2 separate regions of the Arachis hypogaea genome follow, and region 2 is linked to region 1. The links are chromatin contacts, called in public Hi-C maps. All regions are on one chromosome and are shown on one strand. The core of a region is the stretch at or near the end of the contact, and the rest is flanking DNA. Distances in the headings are between cores, read along the strand shown.

The links. Hi-C and Micro-C count contacts between places; a contact is called where the count stands out from the background.
Region 2: a contact with region 1 is called in a Hi-C map of leaf, with 5 times the contacts expected there. The contact joins the enhancer-like site here to the promoter of LOC112776244 in region 1. A contact is called at or near these places in 4 of 8 Hi-C or Micro-C datasets (leaf and an unstated tissue).

Annotation. Positions count from the first base shown.
Region 1 is chr19:17,914,287-17,917,108 of arahy.Tifrunner.gnm2.J5K5, forward strand. It overlaps LOC112776244 (disease resistance protein RPV1), which reads right to left and starts at 1,501. Exons shown (of 6, transcript XM_029295862.2): 1 at 1,303-1,501; 2 at 695-1,114; 3 at 238-352; 4 at 1-236. The coding sequence starts at 1,367.
Region 2 is chr19:18,047,469-18,050,168 of arahy.Tifrunner.gnm2.J5K5, forward strand. LOC112780119 reads right to left here. Exons shown (of 11, transcript XM_025824460.3): 11 at 2,619-2,700. Among protein-coding and RNA genes, the nearest start is that of LOC112780119, 8.5 kb to the right of the region's middle. Within about 2 kb of position 1,258, at least 2 of the 3 cell types and tissues checked have open chromatin away from gene starts, as enhancers often do.

The DNA of each region.
Region 1 (2,822 bases), core at 251-2,750:
GGTAAGTCAATTCTCAAATTTTGTTCATTCAATAGTGTAGAAAAGAGTTTCTTCTTCAAAGACATTATTCCATCTCTTTCTGACTCTTTTCTTACATTTGCCAAGAAACAACAAGATTCAAATTCGGCACACATTCTGTTGTATACTTCTTCTGCAATGGTTGTCTTACCAATACCGCCCAAACCCCAAATTCCAATAACACGTACATCTTCGGATTCTTTGAGCATCAACGACTCTTAACTGTGCAATTGGTTTGTGAATTCCAACAAGTCCTTTTGATTTAACCTGATGCATGTCATTTAATCTTGATGATATAAAATCAACAATCTGATCAACAAGCTGAGCATCATTCCTATACAACAACAAAGGAAAAGAAAATATACATTTATTATTAATTTGGAAGTTTGGAACCTTTGTTTTCTTTTATTAGCAATCTAAAAGCTTCATGAATATGAACCTAGAGAAGACTAACTTTACTATGTGCTTCTACAGGTGAAATTCAGAACTACAAAGTAAAAGAAAATTACATGTACACACAAGGCCATACATATATCACATTATCATCATTCAATGTATCATTGACTTACCTAATATACAATCAATTTACATTTCAATTGTTAATCTCCAGACTTATGCAATAACTGCTTACAAGGTAGATGCATATAACTATGTAAAAAAGCAGGAAAAGACTTACCTAAAATTTGTCGAGTGAAATCCTGATAAATCAGCAGAATTTTTCAAAGCAGTTCTCCAGTTTTGCACCTTGATCATATCATACCTTTCCTCGTGTTCAGCGAACACATTTGCAAAGGTGCCCTTTTGATATCGTACATCTGATGGATCTACTTTGTAAAAAACAGGTATTACGGTTTGTCCATCTTTTTCTCTACACTCGACTATTTTCACAAGTTCTTCTAAACACCATCTCGAAGAAACATAGTCTTGTGAGAATATCACCAATGAAATCAGCGACTTTTCTATTGCTCCAAAAAGTGCCTGTGATATGTCATCTCCCCTCTCAAGTTTGTCATCAACAAAGGCAAAAATTTGTTTTCGATGAAATTCCTTAATCAAATGACTCAGCAAACCTTGGCGAATATCTGTGCCTCTAAAGCTAACAAAGACATCATATTTTATTTGAGGAGCTCGGAAAGTTAAAGTTTTATCAGTATATGAATAAGAATTTTCAGATATCATATTTTCTTCCATGCCCTTAAATTTGAGACAAACAAGAGACCAACAAATACAACAAGTTTTATTTGGAAAGCTTTGGAAGATGCCATTGGAGATAAAGAAGTGCACCTTGTCTGCCTCAGTTTGCTTCTACACCATTCAATATCACAATTAGGAAGCATAAATATGTACATCTACTGAATTGAGATCAAAGTTGCCACAAATTAAAACATGGAAAATAAAAGAAACATTTGACAAACTTTGTTTCAAACCTGAAATGATAGTTGTTACCAAATTGATCGATGCAACATTTTATCAAACAGTTAGTGTGCAGAATAATAAGATAGTGCTTGTTATATAGTAGATCCAGCCAACAGATATAACCTGGCCTGAGAGGTTCAAAGAACTTTGAATTCTAAGATAAGAAGCACCCTCCAATTATTTAACAATGTTGTCATCCATGACATAAGCACAAGCAACAAGAGTGGACTTGTTCAAACAGGAAGAGATAACAATAATAAATGAATAATAAAATCATGAGTAACACTCATTGTCTATAGTCTTTGACTCTAAGTATACAAAAATATGTATATTAACTTGTTTCTGTATCTATACTGAAATACTATTTCAATTCATTAATGAATACACTACTCAAAATTCCTATTTTTAAATCCTTATATCACAAATGGAAGGGAAGAAGATGTCTATGATTTAAACAAAGCAGGCTGCATTAATTGTCGTGTGAAGTGACGGTCCATCTCAATATGCTTCATTCTCTCATGGAAGGTTAGGTTCAAAGCAATGTGGATTGCAGCACTACTATCAGAAAATACAGTGGTACTCCTCTGAGCTGTGAAGCCATCGTGTGAAGTTCTCCACCACTGAAAATATCTTAGAGAAAACCAAATAGGAGAATATTAAAAGAAAAAATATCATATTTAAGTCAAAACTTTAAGACCTTAAATTTATGAGTTTTTTATTTTATAAATTCTTCATAAGTATATCTTTTTCAATGTAGAACCATTCTTTATAGTTATACTACTCACATTTACTATTTAACACTAGTCTCGACACAACTTCTCCAATTCACATTACCATATACTTTTAAAGATAGCATAGAGGAAGATGAGAAGAGAAGGCCCTGTCTTATTAATTAAATCAAACTTAATGCAAGCTCATCACTGTCATACAAGAAGCTACTATAGTTATAACTCATCAAATTATCGAGGAGAAGTGCAATATACTTATAATTACCCTACCCAGACTAAATTTCTTACACAAAGATATATAAAGTGTAGTAATTTGTGATATTCCATAAAAAATTAAGCCTCAATTATACTAAAAATACTAAATTAAATAGTGTAAACGCTCAAGCTCAATCTAAATATAAAGAGAAAATATCAACATTACAGAAAAAAAAAATATCGAATTTAATTATTATTAAATTTATAACTATTTTTACATGTGAATTTTATTGTCTGTATTAAAGAGTGATTAATTCTTCACTTTTTCTTTATGAACTCCTTCACTTTAAAAGAGGTTGATTGCAAATAAATATAAAAACACAACATCAATTTACTAGCCCCCCAACAACTCTTACTATAATTCATAAAAATTTCATATACTAGTTTAAACCTAACCACCTATTT
Region 2 (2,700 bases), core at 8-2,507, 130 kb after region 1:
TCGAAGGTTAGAATCCGCAGTCTTTATTGTTTTAATATTTTTCTTGGATATAGAATTGCATGCAATTTAATTCGTATCTTTTCTGAAAGAGGGCCACATTTCTCGTCTACTAGCGTGTTTCTCGTCCAACCATTGAAGAATAATTATTGGCTTAGAAAGATCGAGTTGTCACTTTTCTATATAAGGATGATGCCATTGAAAGATGCAATAGTTTCATTTGGGATATGAACTGTGCCTTTCAACTAGTTTCATCGATTCCTACGTATACACTTATTAGCTTTAGTATCTATCTTTTATATTAAAGACAACCCAGAGGCTTTATTGTTACTTCTGAACAAAAAAAAAAAAAAAGAAAGAAAGAGTAAAATGATTATGTTACATCGTACTTGCTGATTAAGGTTCTTCAATTCTACATGATGATGTACACTAATCAGAAACTGAAAAGTTATTTACAGTCTGTATTGAAGCAATTTTATTTTATCATGCCAACTTTATTTTATTTGCACTTTCTTCTTATGTTACATTTAACTATAATGTAAACAAAATAAAAATTAAACACGCAAAGAGAGGGTGCTATGTATGGTGCTATAAAGGGGTAAAAATTAAGTGTCAACAAACCGATTAAAAAATTGGTAAATTAGTCGAACTGATCTAAATTTTTAGGGGCTAATTAGTTTAACATAATAAAATAAAATAACTTTTTAAAAAATAATATTTTATCTATAAATATATTATTTTATTATATCCAATTAAACTTTGGTTAAACCTTCTACTTAGTTTATTATCCCATCTTGTATCTGTTGAAAAGAGGGCTGTGCTAGGTGTTCTTTCATGGTATTTTCCAAATTCCAACCCGGGGCAGGACAAGAAAGAAACTCAGCAGGACAAGGACTGATTTGCTGCGGATCCAATCTTTATTAAGGGTTTGTCATTGGCTAATAAATTATTGTATGTATAAGGTAGAATTCGAATTACTAACATTTATTTAAGCGAACTAGTGAATTAACTATTGAACTGATTCAACTTAGTCAGAAAGCTGTGCTACTTGCTGCCGAATGACATTAGAGTTGAAAGATTAAAACCGTTTGATTTTGCTACAAAAACAATTTTGGGCTAAAGCCCAAAGACTAAGACAATTTCGAACCACACCAACCAAAAAAAAGTAGATCGAAGCACAATTATGCATGTGAAAATGGGTTAGTGCTCAGTGGGTTTCAATTTTTAACCAAGTCCATTTGAAGAGAGTTTTTATTATTAAAGAAATCAACGACTAGATAAACTAAGAGTCAGGTCGGATCCGGGGCGGGTTGTGCCCTATCCTGCCCTTAATGGGCCTAGTAAAAAAAAAAAGTAATTATGAACTATTTATATATTTATTTAATAATATAATTTATTATTTATGTATATTTTGTATATTTATTTTTAATTTCATATACCGAGTATTTTATTATAATTTAATAATTTCAGTTCACCTCTTTTTAAACCAGTAATTTGAAAGATTTGATATTTGGTTCAACTTCTAAAACTTTAATATACTTATCTTACTTTTAGCAACCGTTGTAATGCAGCAACACTCTTTTTAACTCCTATTTAGATGTTACCCAGAATATCAACAGCCAACAACGATGACTAAATCTATTCACATCAACGACTTCCTGAAAGAATATAGGTTGAGGTGAAGGAACCCTCTCAATGCACAATGCCAAGATTAGAAACCCTGACTAGATTCTTATTTTTCCGATAGAATAAACTACCAAAATAATACCCAAAAGTTCACCTCGCTGATTAAAAAAAAAACTCCCAAAAAATGCTAATGACAAATAAGCTCCCGAAAGATTTAAAAATGCAACTAAAAAAATTAGATATAAAATATATATTTTAAAATACGACCCTAGAGTCAAATTATGATGCAATTTTTGTGATCATTATTAAAAAAAATTCATCTTTAAAATTTAATAATTTTGTCATTGTAAATGACCTTTTTTTTGAAAAATAAAAAAAAAAATCTAGAGAATAAATTTTACTCTAAATTTTGTTATACCTTTTAAATATTACTACAAAAATTTAGATCAAATAAATAAATCAATTACTAAATACAAAAATTGTTACTCAAAAAATATAATATTTATTAATTTTTTTTTTCATATTTTCAAATCATACAAGGATTATTTTGTCGATAACATCTTTCAAAAATTTTATTGTCGCAGATTAAATCTTGAGTACAGAATTAGTGATCAACCCTTTTCAGATAATTATAAGATTCAATCAAGTGTGAATTATACTAGACCTCTGCTCCTTGTTCAACATAGTATCTTTTTCAAATAAATTATCATTTGTACCCATAAAAGATATAAACGTTGACAAATGTACTCAGAATAAAAAAACTCACCTTGTAACCACGAAAGATAACCTCCATGTGCCATACGTTTTCTAACGTTGGTTCAGATACTAACAGACCAAGTAGGTAACCAACATTAGGATACTCTTGGGACATATAAGTCATTTTCCGTGGTTACAAAGTGAGTTTCTTTATTCCATGGATACATTTGTTAGCGTTTACATCTTTCATGGATACAAATAAAAATTTATTCATCTTTCTCTTGGCAATAAGAAGCCTGTTAGGTGAATTCTTCTTTAAGCATTTAGTTCAAACAAAGCGTTTAGGAATCACTGAGATTCAACTTTCATTAGTCAAAACTC